Regions from separate parts of the Mus musculus genome. Here regions 1, 2, 3 and 5 are each linked to region 4. A link is a contact called in public promoter capture Hi-C data. All regions are on one chromosome and are shown on one strand. Each heading gives the region's core, a stretch centred on a gene start, on an enhancer-like site or on the middle of the called end of the contact. The rest is flanking DNA. Distances are from core to core; before and after follow the strand shown. Region 1 holds the start of Iqck (IQ motif containing K). Region 2 holds the start of Eri2 (exoribonuclease 2). Region 3 holds the start of Gga2 (golgi associated, gamma adaptin ear containing, ARF binding protein 2). Region 4 holds the start of Eef2k (eukaryotic elongation factor-2 kinase). Region 5 holds the start of Cog7 (component of oligomeric golgi complex 7).

What was found. Promoter capture Hi-C pulls out the DNA fragments that hold promoters and counts their contacts.
Region 1: a contact with region 4 is called in a promoter capture Hi-C map of liver, with 4 times the contacts expected there. The contact joins the promoter of Iqck here to the promoter of Eef2k in region 4. A contact is called at or near these places in 4 of 39 promoter capture datasets (hippocampal neurons, liver and pre-B cells), 2 of 484 Hi-C or Micro-C datasets (B cells and CD8 T cells), 4 of 115 datasets of contacts at active chromatin or transcription factors (astrocytes, embryonic stem cells, large pre-B cells and 1 more) and 1 of 9 other capture datasets (liver).
Region 2: a promoter capture Hi-C map of pre-B cells shows a contact between it and region 4, with 6 times the contacts expected there. The contact joins the promoter of Eri2 here to the promoter of Eef2k in region 4. A contact is called at or near these places in 6 of 39 promoter capture datasets (the 3T3-L1 cell line, cranial neural crest, hippocampal neurons and 2 more), 3 of 484 Hi-C or Micro-C datasets (CD4 T cells, Th1 cells and hematopoietic stem and progenitor cells), 10 of 115 datasets of contacts at active chromatin or transcription factors (the 230-238 cell line, the NIH/3T3 cell line, T-cell acute lymphoblastic leukemia and 7 more) and 1 of 9 other capture datasets (adipose tissue).
Region 3: a contact with region 4 is called in a promoter capture Hi-C map of liver, with 4 times the contacts expected there. The contact joins the promoter of Gga2 here to the promoter of Eef2k in region 4. A contact is called at or near these places in 7 of 39 promoter capture datasets (the 3T3-L1 cell line, cranial neural crest, embryonic stem cells and 4 more) and 2 of 115 datasets of contacts at active chromatin or transcription factors (astrocytes and embryonic forebrain).
Region 5: a contact with region 4 is called in a promoter capture Hi-C map of pre-B cells, with 4 times the contacts expected there. The contact joins the promoter of Cog7 here to the promoter of Eef2k in region 4. A contact is called at or near these places in 5 of 39 promoter capture datasets (the C10 cell line, cranial neural crest, hippocampal neurons and 2 more), 1 of 484 Hi-C or Micro-C datasets (pro-B cells), 3 of 115 datasets of contacts at active chromatin or transcription factors (bone marrow-derived macrophages, forebrain and microglia) and 1 of 9 other capture datasets (adipose tissue).

The regions. Positions count from the first base shown.
Region 1 is chr7:118,854,068-118,857,130 of GRCm38.p6, forward strand. It overlaps Iqck (IQ motif containing K), which reads left to right and starts at 1,685. Exons shown (of 9, transcript NM_001374605.1): 1 at 1,685-1,894. The coding sequence starts at 1,708. Knop1 (lysine rich nucleolar protein 1) reads right to left here and starts at 1,931. Exons shown (of 5, transcript NM_023197.3): 1 at 1,556-1,931. The coding sequence starts at 1,709.
Region 2 is chr7:119,792,678-119,795,857 of GRCm38.p6, forward strand. It overlaps Eri2 (exoribonuclease 2), which reads right to left and starts at 1,381. Exons shown (of 9, transcript NM_027698.5): 1 at 1,241-1,381. The coding sequence starts at 1,263. It overlaps Rexo5 (RNA exonuclease 5), which reads left to right and starts at 1,445. Exons shown (of 20, transcript NM_001370778.1): 1 at 1,445-1,534; 2 at 1,699-1,825. The coding sequence starts at 1,703.
Region 3 is chr7:122,019,565-122,022,451 of GRCm38.p6, forward strand. Gga2 (golgi associated, gamma adaptin ear containing, ARF binding protein 2) reads right to left here and starts at 1,634. Exons shown (of 17, transcript NM_028758.2): 1 at 1,425-1,634. The coding sequence starts at 1,524.
Region 4 is chr7:120,841,568-120,844,358 of GRCm38.p6, forward strand. It overlaps Eef2k (eukaryotic elongation factor-2 kinase), which reads left to right and starts at 1,264. Exons shown (of 18, transcript NM_007908.4): 1 at 1,264-1,533. It overlaps Gm36449 (a long non-coding RNA gene), which reads right to left and starts at 1,944. Exons shown (of 2, transcript XR_378468.3): 1 at 1,032-1,944.
Region 5 is chr7:121,980,206-121,982,991 of GRCm38.p6, forward strand. Cog7 (component of oligomeric golgi complex 7) reads right to left here and starts at 1,488. Exons shown (of 17, transcript NM_001033318.3): 1 at 1,212-1,488. The coding sequence starts at 1,380.

The sequences.
Region 1 (3,063 bases), core at 435-2,934, 2.0 Mb before region 4:
AGAAGGTACACAAGTTGGGCTATCTCAGTCTACAAGACAGCTGCAAGCACTGTCTTCAGTTTCAAAGTGACTGCTAGGAATTAACATGTGGCCATAACACATGGAAACCTTCATTACCTGGCTTTCCTCGGGAAAAACAGAAGCACTTACGACAAGTGGCCGGGGATTCAATACATGGCTTTCACTATGATCACCAGTATGCTTCTTGCTACTCTGTGGACTAGAGACAAAACATGGGAGGCTTCTAAGGAAAGAGGTGGAAATTAAGGGTCCAGGAGCTTCTCTATCCTGCACCTCTCCTTGGCTTCGGCGCTAACATGCTCCACAAAGGATTCAGCTTGCTCTGGGCAGCTTCAAAGATCTAGGCCAGACTTGAGCCATATCAAGTCCACTCTCACCTTGCTTTAGGCGCACACCTTTAATCCCAGCACTCCGGAGCCAGAGGCAGGCAGATTTCTGAGTTCAAGGCCAGCCTGGTCTACAAAGTGAGTTCCAGGACAGCCAGAGCTATACAGATAAACCAAAAAAAAAAAAAAAAGAAAGAAAGAAAGAAAGAAAGAAGATGCCCCCACAGACATGTATAATCTTATACACCAATATTATGGTGGCATTTTTCTCAACTCCATAATATTGAACATGGTTTTCCAGTTTGACCAATAGGATGGTAGAGTCAACCCTTGAGGCAGAAGTGGAGGGTGACTGGGCAGCTGGATGAAACAGCTGCCTTGATATAACTCACTCAGCATGTGTACTGTAGGGCTGAGGCAAGGAAGTCACTCTCGCCAACAGAGACGACATAAACAGGACTTCAGGGATGATAATTAACAAGAAAACATAACTGGGCCTCAAGACATACTGACTTTTAGAGGACATAGGAAGGGGACTCACAAAGGAGAGAAAGATACAAGTCCCGACAGGCCAGTATCAAGTAAGACCATGATGATTCTACAGGATTAGGGCCAGTGATCACGAAAAATAACCCGGACAAAAAGGTCCCAGGCGTCAGCTTAACCCACTTCTTTGTTTTGCCACTCAGCCAACAGCAACATACTCTTTTCCATCCCTTTAACTGTACTTCACTCGCGAGAAGTGGAACCGAACCTACACTGCATCACCTGCAAACACAAGCTTTCTTCAAAAGCGCCTTGTTTTTGAGACAAAGTTTGACTACGTCGCTAGGGCTGATCTGCATCCCGCGTGCCGGGGTTATAGACGTGGGCCACTATGCCCAGTGTGAAGGCACTCTTAAATTCCCGCGGCAGCAGTGGATAGGGTTAGTGTGACCAATAAGCCTCACAGGCCTCGGAGACTGTAACTCACTAGGTCTCAAAGTCAACAAGGTGCAAAACACGGACTCGAGCCAGAGGAGCGTGTGCTGCCCTCACCAACCGCAGGCTGCTTGCTAGCCAGGATCATCCCCATGCCTACTCCAAGGCGGGACGGCTTGGAGAGAAACCGAGGGCTGCAGGCGAGTTGGGGGTGACTTATCTTTGTTTTCCTCTCCCCCAGCGTGCAGCACCTTCCTCGGGGCCCCGCACAAACCACCCGCACTCACCTGGTTCGCTAGCAGGCCAAGCGTCCCCGCGTGAGCAGCCGCGCAGCCGCGATCCGGAAGTCAGCTTCGACTTTCTGGCCCGCCCCCTCGAAATCCTTCTCCTTCCGGGTCGCGGCCTCCCGGTGCCCTGGGTTGCTGTAGAAACCGCGTCCATGGCGGCGCCGAGACTTGTATCCAGCCGCAGCGTGCTGCGTGAGGAGGCGAGCGGCTCCGCGGATTCGCCGATCACTACGCGCACGCCGGTGCCCGCAGTGTCGCCCGGGTCTCCCGAAGTGCTCGTGTCACCCCCGCAGGTCGTCGAGCCGCCGGGGAAGAGCCTATGGGATCAGATCTGCGAGGGTAGGCGCCCCGCCGCTGGTCGGGCCGGGCGGGACGCGGGCGGGACCCGCCGGGACGCGCGTTCCAAGCCTCTGTGCGCCAGGCGGGTGACGCGCGCGGGCGGAGGAGCCGAGCCTTAGGCCCACACGCGGAGAAAGAGGTTGGCGTATGTCTTGGATTCCGGTGCGACCTCAGGCAACAGGCTCGCAGAAGGAAACCCGGTCAGAGAGTTGCGTAGTGTGAAGCTTCAGGGTAGAGACCCGGACCGCCCGCAGATCGCCCGAGGAAGCAGGGAATGAATGAACTCTGTAGACAGGCTCCGGTGATACTCAGGAAGTATTTTGGTGTGGACAAATAGATTTTGATCTCCACTTGCCCCAAAGCCTTTCTGAAGCCCCACAAGCAGGCTAGATCACTTGTTCCTTTGTAGCCCACGAACCTTGGTCATGGGGTCTTGTAATAGTCGTACAGCGGGCATAACAATGGTACCTATGTCGTGGTGTTAGGAGGTAGAACCACGTAGTCACAGATCCTAGGTTACAGGAAGAGTGTTAGTTTTCCTTCATTCCAAAGCCTCCAGATCTCAAAGGCAAGAGACACAGATTCATTCATAATAAGTCCGCTGTCTATCCCTTCTCCCTTTTCTCTCGCCTTTTTGGACTACAGACTGGCTTCCAGCTGAGTATCCTCCTGCCTCAGCCTTCCAGCTACTGAAAGATTTTCATTCTTGTGGCATTGGCTGTCCAATACAACACTAATAGAACGTTCAATAATCTGTGCTGTTAAATGGGTTTGGGGTGTAATTTGGGACTGGCAGACTAGAAGAACCAAATTTCTTATTTTACTTAATTTTGATAAATTTAAATAGCAATATTTATGGAATAGTTCCAGGTCAGTAAATGTTTCGTGAATGGAAACAGTGAATTTGTCAGTGTATAGAGGGAAAAATGGTGACTTGGAAGAAGTGGTGAGTTCAGAGGAAGAAGAGAAGAGTCAGTCAGTCCTCCCAGACCACAGGGCTTGCATTACTCCTTCCCTGTAACCTTTGCTTTAGAGAAAAGGTTTCACCCTGATGTTCTTGTAAGTTCTACCCTTAGGGTCCTTACCCGAGGAACTATCTGCAGCAATATTCAGGTGTCTATATACTTACTGTCTTTCACCCAGAGGATTCACTTTTCCAAGCCAATAGA
Region 2 (3,180 bases), core at 131-2,630, 1.0 Mb before region 4:
TGAGGGACAGCTTACAGCACACAGCAGGACCCTGCCTCAAACAACAGCTGCATACTGACTGAAGGAAAGGAGGGCTAGACTTTAAAAGTCCTAGGTCCTTGTGCGAATGGCCATCCTCTCTTGAGTTTAGTGTCCATTTTACCTGAGCGGGCTTCACAAACACTACTCTTACCTGTTCACGTTTTATAGTAGTACCGAGGAATTGACTATAAAGATGTATTTTTCAAGCCTTTGCTATGTACCAAGGGGATGATGCCTGTGCTTAAACTCTAAAAATGGAGGGGAGAAAGATTACCAGAGTACTACTGAAAGGTAATCTATGATTAAAAACAAAAACAAAAACAAAACAAACAAACCTCCCAACAGCAATACACTGCAGTCCAAAGAAGGGAAGATCCCAAATGATGACGAATACAACTTTAAGTAGACAGACACCTGGAATAGTTATTTTGGCTATTTGAAAAAGACAAGACGTGAGGCCAATGTAGGGATTTGGAATGAAAAACTAACATTTACTAGTCACTTCTTCAGCAAATATTTAATTAGGATGGTGACTTCTTTTAAACAATTCTAGGTGGTAGACATGTCTGCAACCTGTATTTTATGCAAGAGAAAAGTAAATGATTTGCCTAAAGATGGCCATAGTATGTTAACCTTTGACAGGACTTTTCACGCTTGAATCCTATGCTATTCATTAATACATCAGATAGGGGTTTTGTTTTGAATCTGGTTTTGTTGTTGTTTTGAGACAGTCTCACTATTTAGCCATCGCCTGCTTGAACATCACCATGAGGACCAGGCTGGCCTCCAACTTTCCATGCTGGTATTGTAGGTCCATTCCACTATGCCTGGTAAGTTTGATACTGTGTCCACAATCTCAACAAATGTGTACAACGCATCCAAAAATCTGTGCACAGCATATTCCCCCCCACCCCCCCCCAAAAAACCTGAGAGAGTCTGTGGTAATTCTGACAATAAAACTGGACTAGGCAGGTCACTTGGGCGCAGTGGCACCTGCCTGAGAACAGTGTGCAGAGCTGTCACGTTCCAGGTCCCAGGGGTCTAGAATGAACAGACCTGATAGAGCATGCCACGGTAGGGAGGACCCGGGGTTTCTCGGGCTCCTCCAACTTGTCGCGAATGGCGACGTGGGGCCCGAGAAGACCAGGGCCCTTTTCAGATCCAGACCAAACGACTGCGGATGAACACCGCCCACCCTAAGGGGAACCCCCTAACGTACCGCGCCAGTCTCTTGGTCGCCATCCCCGGACCCTGGGTTTCGCAGAGTTCAACGGCCGGAAGTCGGACGCCCCCACTTCCGGTCTGTTTAAACGCCGGCGCGGCAAGGGAAGCGGGCGCTTGTAGAGCGGCGGCGGCCGTCGCCAGCGGTTTGTGGGCGTTGCATAGGGGGCGGTTCGGGACCCGGGGGCGTGGACAGAGGCTTGAGGACCGGGAGCCCCTCGCTCTGCGCACGACGCGCCTCAGGGAGCGCTTTAAACTTCGCGACGGCTTAAATTGAGGAAAGGAGGCGTAGGTCTGTGGCCTTTTTTGCGAGGGCCAAGAGTGGTAAACTGGTTTGAGCCGCTTCAAGAGACAAACCAACCGTCACTCCTGTCTAGCGCTTTGCTGGAGAGAGGCCGCGACACGGTTTCCTGGTCGCCGCGGGGTCCTCAGCTCCAGCTGATCTTTCCCCTACAGCCTGATGGAGCAAGAGAAGGAGGAGGCGAACTCCAGGAAGAGGAAGGAGGCCCCGAACTCCTCGGCCTCGGCTACAGAGCGGGATGGACCTCCTTCGCATATTCAGGACCGCGAGCCACAAGCCAAGGTGAGCAGAGGAGAGAGCCCAGCAGGCTGGCCCGAAGTCACTTGTGGCTGGGAGTCACTTTCGCCAGCACCCGAAGGGTCCCTGCCGAAGGGTAAGGGCTCACCCACTGACCTCACTCAACTCTGCTCCCTTGGTTGTACCACCTCGTCCAGGCTCTCTCCATAGTTTAAAACTGACTTAGTGTCTGGTACACAGAATATTCATTTAACAAACATTTATTAAGATCCGTATAACAAAATATTTCAGGAATATCCATGCACACCTAAACAGGATTCTCTTGTTTTTATACAATATTTATGAAGAAGTAAAAATGAATGGTCATTTTGATGGGGAATTTATCCTGGGGAAATGATTAGATGGAGGAATGATACCAGTAATAAGAATGTTTGCCCTAGTATTTGTATTTTTAAATGTTTCATCGAAAAGAGAATTTTAAATATAAAATTTTCATTACATATTTAAAAATGCACTTAGCCTGAACCATTTTCTCATGTTAAAGTTGTGGTTATATAACTGACTGATAGGGAAAAATATAGATTAGGGTGGGGATGGTTAGAAAGCAGATGGATGTTTGTAAAGTCCCCTGGGTTGGAAACGGTAGTCCAGAGATTAAAAAGCTTGATCTTCGGAGGCTGCATTCCCGCTGTGGCTTTTAAACCTCTTTCTTCATTTCTTTGTTGTAAAATGGGAGTATGGTGATCCCCACTTAAAAGTTCTAAGAAATGATGTAGTACAAAGAAATTTCTCAAAACTGTGTGGCTAAGAGTCAGCAGTGTGGCTCAGTAATAGAGGACTTGCCTTGCATGTGCCCAGAATTCAGTCCCTAGAACAGAAACTCAAAAAAGTGGTTAATAGTAAATACCTAACCTTAGCTCAAGGCCATTGTATAAGTTAGGGTCTCTATTGCTGTGATAAAACACCATGACCTCATAACCAAAATCATCTTGTCTAGGGATGGGTTTATCTCAGCTCTCATAGCCAGATCACAGTCCTATTCACAATTCTTCACTAGAATTCAGGTCAAGAGCCAGGAGGCAGTAACTGATACAGAGGCCAGGAAGGGAGGAGGACTGCCTACCACTTTGCTCCTCAGGACTTGCTCAGTCTTCCTTCTTTCTTTCTTCCTTCCTTTCTTTCTTTCTTTCTTTCTTTCTTTCTTTCTTTCTTTCTTTCTTTCTTAATATTTTTTATTAGGTATTTTCCTCATTTACATTTCCAATGCTATCCCAAAAGTCCCCCATATCCTCCCCCCACACTCCCCTACCCATCCACTCCCACTTTTGGCCCTGGCATTCCGCTGTACTGGGGCATATAAAGTTTGCATGTACAATGGGCCTCTCTTTCCAGTGATGGCT
Region 3 (2,887 bases), core at 384-2,883, 1.2 Mb after region 4:
GCTGTCCTGAAACTCACTACGTAGGCCAGGCTGGCTTCTCCCTCACAACTGCTGGAATTGGACTAGTGTGCACTGCTACAGTCTGGCTCCAGGTCTTTAATTAAAGTAATGTGCATGCACGTGTGCTTACATTAAACCCTGCTGATGGGTTCAGATAATCCTTTCGACTCCTGATCCCCACTCCCTTCATTCCTATTGTAACCACCATCACCCCACCCCACCCCACCCCAGCTATCTAAAGACCTTATATATCTACTCCAAGTCTGAAGTCTCACCCTCAACCAACTCACCAGGTGGAACTGCATGTGGTGCTTTCAGTAGAAGCGAAGCTGTCTCCAACAGCTTCTCCTACATGTTGAAATAGAAAGCTATAGGCCTGCAATGACTCAGAAGATAAAGGTGCCTGTGACCAAGCCTTGTGGCCTGAGTTCGAGCCCTGGAACCCACAGAAGAGCCTAAGGAGAGAAACGACACCCTGACCCCTTCCCCAGTTGTTCTCTGTTCTCCACGAGCCAGGAGCAGCACGCCCCACCCCAAATACACAACATGTAATAAAAATGTTTAAATAATGCAGTCCCTTCTGCGGCGCTCACGCGTCTTACTTCATTAGCAAATTAGTCTGAGGTCTCTTTTCTGGATTCTCTGAGCTTTAAGCTTTGCACTCCTGGCCAACAGGCCTACTCGCTCCCAGAATGTTGTACATTCTCATCCTGAGTTTTTGCAGTTTCCTGTCTGGAATATGGCCTCCTCCATTGTCCACACACTGTATACCAGCTATGACAAGCCCCAGGTAAACAAAACAGCCCCTAACTACGTTCAACAAGCGCCCCTCCTCCAGCTTCTGTTGAGAAGGTGCTGTTCTGGTAGCCAGTAGCCAATGAACATGTCTTTGTGAGCAATGTCCCAGTGTTACCATCTCAGTGCACCCAGCACGTAGTGGAGCCCACCCAAGGGGTGGATTCTTTATTCTCTCTGAACCTCAATTCCTCAGATAAAGAGAGAACCTTTAGAACCGCACCCCCAGAGATCACCGTTAAGCTAAGACAAGGAACAATTAAGTCTGGCCAGAGTAAATATGCACCGAGGCATAAAAGCTGGTTTTGCTCTTAAAGGTAGCAGCCACTTAAGCTCTTAGACTCAATGATCTGCAAAAAAGCTGCATCGCCCGCACGGGTTAGTAAACCCAGGTACTCTCGGTCCTGCGACCAGACTAACAATGGCTGAAACGCTTTCTGCACAGTGCTTGGCACAAGAGATCGCTAAGCATTCGCGCTCCAGCTGTTAAGTGGTGCCGCCCGGCCACTGAGCCATGGCGTGGTCTGAGGTCCCCAGAATCCCCTGGGTGAGTCTAGAGGCCCCCTCCCGCCGCGGAGGACAACCAGGGCGGCGGGAAGCAGGATCACGTGTGGCGCGATGCTACTCACTGAGCCACAGCTCCAGCGCCGCCGCTGCCCCAGGGCCGCCCTCCGCCGACTCGGTCCCTGCCGGGGATCCGGTCCCCGCTGCCACTGCCGTCGCTGCCATCTGCCCAGCCCAGCGCTGCGGCCGCAGTCACTCCTGCCCAAAAGCTGCAGCCACCGCCGCCGCCTAGCCTTCGCTCCAGCTGCCGACGCGGCAGACACTGAGAGGCACGTGACGGGGCGGGCCCTATTGGACACGCCCATTTCTGGGCCCTGTCCCGCCCCCACGCACCTCCTCCCGGCCACCTCCAACTCACGAGGTCTTTTTTTTTTTTTTTTTTTTTTTTTTTTGTGCAAGACCACTTGAAAGGTCAAAAGCCAAGCTAGTTAGGTATTGATTGTCCCCTCTTCTTCAGAAGCAGGGTTCCCAGAAAAGATACTGGACGCCTGGCTAAATCTGAATTTCAGATAAAGAATCATTCTTTCAGCATTTTTATTAGGGTCTTCTCCGAGTATGTATCTTCCATTCGGGTTTCTGACACACTTTTTTTTGATGACACATTGCATCATAATTCATAAAACAGTTATTTTTATGAAAAGATACTTTTCTCAAAAAAACAGGTCAGAGGCAGGCGGATCTCTGAGTTTGAGGCCAGCCTGGTCTACAAAATGAGTTCCAGGACAGTCAAGGCTACACAGAGAAACCCTGTCTCGAACACCCATCCCCCCCCAAAAAAAAGAAATAAAAAACAGGTCGTGATTCTCATACCCTAAAAAGTGAACACATTAATTATATATAAACATACCTTTTTCTAACTGTTTTGAGTTAAGGTCTCATGTAACCAGCTGGCTTTGATCACTGCATAGCTGAGGAGGACCCAGAATTCTTGGTCATCCTGCCACTGTGGTACAAACTTGATTACAAGAATGTACTACCAGTACAGCTTTGTTGTTATGGTTTTTGTTTTTGCTTTTGAGAAAGGGTTTCTCATACTCATTAGTCCAAGATGGCCTTTGAATGATAAAAGCTAAGATCCTAAAAACCTGTAGTAAAATCCTTTTGCCTCAACCTCCCAAAAGCTGGAACTACAGGTGTGAGCTACCATGCCAGCCTAACATGAAATATTTTCCTTTATTTAACTCTTGAACTTAAATGAAGGAATCAAGTAGATGTTGTATTAATATGTCCACAAGAAAAGCCAAAGAGAAAAATCTATGTAAAAATAAAGGACTGTTGAGACAAACATGCAAATGGGCATAAGACTGGCTCCAGCCAGTGGAGAAAGAGGTCTGTCCAGTGGACAGGATTAATATGCATGTCTAGAGGCCAGCATAATTTTGCCATTGCTGTCAATGATCTACTACTAACAACTCTGCTAAGACTGAAGGAGGCCTTAGCCTGGAAGGCAGTCAAGACTGCGCACGAGGTCCCTCTGAAGCACCAGATCCTTCCACACTGTCCCTATCATTCCCCACCCTCAATGTCA
Region 4 (2,791 bases), core at 14-2,513:
TAACAGTTGCTTTATTAAATGAAATAGATCACACCCTTTCCTAACTGTGTCCCTGGGCAAGATACATTCTTTATAAGTCTCAGTCCTATGATCTGTACAATACAGCTAGTCGTGCCTGCATACCTTATATAGCTGACTGCAGCTGGATGGACAAATAGCTCAAAATGTGCAACTGTTTAGATTTTTACTCTAAAGTATACGGTGAGATATGACCTCAAAGTACACATGCCTGCCTCCACTGGTTTTCAGTCTTTACATCTTCCAAGGGCTACCTTCCTTCCATGCACTGCACCAGATTTGAGTTTTGAGAAAGGGCTTCACCATGTAGCCCAGGCTGGCCTTGCTTTTCTGGGGACTGCAGAGGTCTACCACCATGCCCAAGTTCCCACCCATTAAGCACTATGTGCCAGGCCCTAGGCTCAGAGTTAGGAATACTGTGATTTTTCCCTCCAGAGAGTCCAGGAAGGCTTGACAAAGATTTTTCTTTTTTGTTTTTGTTAAGACAAAGTTTCTCTGTGTAACAGCTCTGGCTGTACTGGAACTCCCTCTGTAGACCAGGCTGGCCTTGAACTCACAAAGATCCTTCTGTGTCTGCCTCCTGAGTGCTGGGATTTGCCACCACCGCCCGGCCCTGATAAAGTTATTAATTAAAAATTATAGAAATAGTTGGAATTGTCAGGTAGGCCGAACTGTATAAATTTAAACCGAATATATGTTTATATACAAATATTAAATTTAAACAAAAATATATAGGTTATATATTAAATATTTACATATACGTGTATAATTTTCTATACTTATATTTATAAATTTATATGTAAATATTAAATACATATGTGCTTACCATGAATTTGGATTCTTTATGAGTTTTTAACACAATTTTTGTTGTTTTGCCCCCTCCTGCTCCTTCGTTACCCCTCCCTCTCTTGAAAGTGTTAAATTTCTTCAAAATTATGTCATGAAATCCTTAAGATTTCCCTTTTTTTTTTTTTTTTTGAGACAGGTTTTCTCAGTGCAGCCCTGGAACTCACTGTGTAGACGACCAGGCTGGCCTTGAACTCAGAAATCCGCCCGCAGTCTGTCTTCCAAGTGCTGGGGTTAAGGGTATGCGCCACCAGACACACAGCATGAAATCTAACGTTAGACCCAGGTGTCTAGGAAGCGTTCAACAGGCGGGGGAGCCAGAAGACAACACGGCGGCTGCATGGAGGTGATGGCCACCCGGGGACGGCCACGTGAGCCCGGGCGTGCGCCCCGTGCGTCAGTCCCGCCCCAGCCCTGGTCCCAGCCTCCAGCCTCCAGCTCCAACCCCAGCGGCAGCAGCCCCAACTCCAGCCCGTGCTCGGCTCCAGCGCTCCGACGTCTTCAGGCGCCCCACTGCGGCTGCGGGCCTGGCTCTCTGTCGCCTGCGCTTTGTACCGGGGATTCTCCTCCCTCCCTGCACCCTGGAGCGCCCGGCCGCCAGCCTTTGCCAGCTCCTTGGGATCCTTGCGGCCGTGGGCAGCAGCTGTCGCGCCTGCCACACTGTGGGAGGTAGGTGACGGGAAGATGGGGAGCCCGCGCGTCCCGCTGCAGCAGCCCCCCGAAAGGCCACTGGGGCGCTTCTCTGGTTGCAGAGCTTCCCCCGAGGCTCAGTGTTTGCGTCTGTAAGGAAGGAAAGAAAGACGTTGGCAAGCGGTGAGCGCAGTTCTGGTTGCACCAGGCAGCGCACGCGGGCCTCCGCCCGGGTCTCCTCTGTGCCTCGGCGAGCCCGCCTGTCCCCCTGAAACGCCCAAGTAACATTTCCCCTCGCCGGGTTCCCCACACTAGAGGCCTATGCGGGCCTCAGTTCTCGGAACCTCGAGGTCTGAGCTGCATACGCCCTTGCAGCATTGTTGGTTGAGGGAGTTGGGGTGTTGGCAGGCGTTGGAGACTTGTGCGCCAAGGGGCTGAGCATTCGTATGCAGTTGGTGGCGCGGGGGCGGGGACCTCCTGGGTGAGCCCTGGGCCAAAACTAGCTAGTGTCGGCTAAGGGGATTGCGGGAAACCTGCCCAGCTGCGCCCTGTGTGTGACTGATCGCGTGCGTTTCGGAAGAGTGAGATCTGACTTGGGAATTCTCCTTGGGGGAGTATTTCTGCGTCCTCCGCGATGAGGCGCTCCCTGGCTTGGGACCACTGAACAGATATTACGGAGGAGAAAGCCGAGGTCCAGAGTGGACCCCAGATCCTCAGAGGCCAGGTAGGGAATGTAGAGTAAGTAAACAAGGATTGTGAGTGTAGGGGTTAAGAGTGAAGTTTTGGGAAGACTTCCCGGGGAAGGTGCTGTTTGCTCTGTGAGGAGGACGAAGCCAGTGGAGGGAGTGGGTCCAGGCCGTGTTCAAACCCCGACCTTAGACAGCTAGCTCTTCACCCCTCTCTGCTGCGGCAACAGTTCCTGGGAAAGGAAGGCTAGCGGGGAGCGACTCCTTTGTTCCAAAGAACTGGGTTCTTTTGAGAGTCTGAGCGCGTTAGGCGTGACTTTCCTGAATGGCTCATGCCACGCTGTTTCACAAACATAGTATTTTCAAACCTTTTACCCTGCACTGATCAGACTCGCCCCAAGAGATCTTGTCATCCACAGCTGGCAGCTGTTAATTCCCCCCTGGGAACGGCCTGTAGGAACCTAGGGGTGCACGGCAGGATCGAGTTGTTTTTAGGGTTCCTTCTCTACCTTAATTTCTATTGTGAAGGAGAAAAACTTCAGGATCAGGCACAGCAACCAAGTAGCAACAGCCTTTAGGAAGGCTTTAGTTGGTGAGAGAGGCAGCTGCAG
Region 5 (2,786 bases), core at 238-2,737, 1.1 Mb after region 4:
AATATGCCTGGAAACCAAGCTGCAGCACCATAACCCAGGCTATCTATGTGGTACTGTGTCCTCAACACAGTGAAGCAGCAAGGAGGAGCACTGATTCAGCAACATATATTCTCTCTTTCTCTCTCATTCTCTCTCTCTCTCTCTCCCCCCCCTCTCTCTCGTCTTCTCTCTCTCATTCTCTCTTTCTTCCTCTCTCTCGCTCTCTCTCTCTCTCACACACACACAGTTAAAGTCTTCATTCAGGATGGCCCATCTTCCTTAGCTTACAAAGATATATTAATGGATTTGTGTCATTCTCATATACTGCTAAATACTAGGACCAGTTAACTATTAAATGCTCTCAAAAGTGACTCTTTATGCCAGGCATGACAGAACATGTCTATAATCCCAGAATTTCAGAATCAAAGGCATGAAGATCAAGAGTTCAAGGTCACCCTCCATCATAGAGCAAATTCAAGGCCAGTATGGGTTACATGAGAGTCTATCTACCCCACCACCTCCAAAAGGCCTTCTTTCAAGATTTATTTTTTAATTACATTCACCCATGTTTGTCTGTGTGTCAGTATGTGCATGTGAGTGTTTATGCCCAAGGAGGCCACTGAATCCCATGGAACTGGAGTTACAGGTAGTTGTGTGCCAACTGATGTGGGTGCTGAGAATTAAGTTTAGGTTCTCTACAAGAGTAGTAACCACTGAGCAATTACTCCAAACCCAAAGAGCTTTTTTTGGGGGGGGGGGGCACATATCTGTAATGCCAGAATTAGGGAAGCTGGGGCAGAAGGCGAGTTTGAGGCGAACCTAGGCGACAGAGTGAGACTGTAAATAAGAAGGGGGAAGGAGAAGGAAGAGTAAAAGAGCGTGCGAGAGCCGGCGAGAGCGATCCTATAGCCTAGGCCGGCCTCGAACTCACTTTGCAACTGAAGCTGGCTTTGAATTCCTGACCGTCCAGCACCACCTCCCCAGTGCGGAAATTAACGGCGGTCGCCACCACTCCCAGATTGTTATTATTATTATTATTGGGGTTTTTTTTTTGTTTTTAGTTTTTAGTTTTTAAAGGAAATGTTATGGCATCGTCGGACGTGAACACCAAAGCCTAGACCTAACTCAGACTACTGCAGGGCTCGCTTTCCCACCAAAGGAGAGGCTTGGCCCCTGGGCCCGGTCCTGCAGTCGGGTGCCGGGGCGGGCGGGTGGGCGTCTGCGTGGCTCACCCTCCACGGCGTGGTTCACCTCCTGGATGAACAGCTGCAGCTTCATTACCAGGGTGGCTGCGTGACCGTCCGCCTTCCCCGCCGCCCCGTCTTTGGGGCCGGCTCTGAAGGCCGCATTAATCCAGTCCTTCACGTCGAAGTCGTCAGCCAGGAACTTGGAGAAGTCCATGGCGCGCGGTCTCCGGGTTGGCGCCGAGCGACACCGCCTTCGGGACACCCGTCGAAACCCACCAAGCTTTACTTGCCGCCCCGTCAGCGCACTCGCGCCGAGGCCGAATGTCCCTCGTCGCGCGCCGTACTTCTTCCGGAAGTCGGTGCCTATTACCATAGCAACTGTTCCTGTTAGAGCAGCGAGCTTCGCGCAGTCCGGACAGGTACGACAGTTCGTTTTCTGCTCTTATTTGTCGAGCAGTAAACTAAGTAAACGCGTGTTTCCTCAAGACTAGAAGATTGACGTCTGAGAAGGGAGCAGCTGAGAAATATAAACTCTGTATGTAGGAGTAATGTTGCTAGTTTTCCGTCCTCACTAAATGCATACAGCAGTTTGGGTTTTTTGGTTTTTTGGTTTTTTGGTTTGGTTTGGTTTTGCTTTGAGACAGGGTTTCTCTGTGTAGCCCTGGCTGTCCTGGAACTCACGTTGTAGACTAGGCTGGCCTCGAACTCAGAAATTCGCCTGCCTCTGCCTCCCGAGTGCTGGGATTAAAGGTGTGCGCCACCACGCCCGGCAGCAGTTTGGTTTTTTTTTTAATTTTATTTTATTTTATATGGAGTGTTTTGCCTCTGTATGTGTGTGACCCACTTGCCTGTCTGGTGCGGGCAGAGGCCAGATGAGAATGAAAGATCTCCTGGAAGTGGGATGTTACATGTGGTTATCAATGCTGGGAGTGGAACGCAGGTCCTCTGGAAGAGCTGCCAGTACTATTAACCGCTGGACCATCTCTCCTCATAGATTTCTATAGATTTGATAATGGTCTCCCCTAACTCTGGTCTAATTTCAGTAATCTTCAATAATCTTCAAAAATTACTTTTCCTCCAATTCTTCCACTCATTTTCCATCATTTTCTTTACTAGTTAGGTTTTTTCTTTCTTTCTACCTTTCTTCCTTCTTCCTTTCTTTCTCCGATTTTTTTTTTTTTTTTTGCTCTTGTCTAGTATAGCAAAGTAGAGGATGTTGTTGTTGTTGTGAGGATGTTGTTGTTTGTTTGTTGTTTTTAAAGACGGGTTCCGTTCTTCTATCCTAGAACTCAAACCCATGCCTCAAAGATCGAACCTCCCACATGCTGGGATTTCTGGCTTAAGCCACCACTGCATGTTCTAGCGTTGGTTTCTAATTTAATTCCGTGTATCAGGAACACATATTATGACTCTGTTCTAAATGTACAGAGACTTGCTATGGCCTTAATATTTGTCTGTCATGGAGAAGAGTATATGTGCACTTAAAAATATGTACAGTACCCAAAAGGAGGACATGGTGTTGTGGGGAATGGATACAGCTAAAGGTAATAAGCAAAAGAAGCCAGAAGACGAAGTTCACGTTTTCTCTCAGTTCTGGATCCAGATTGTATAAACACCTAA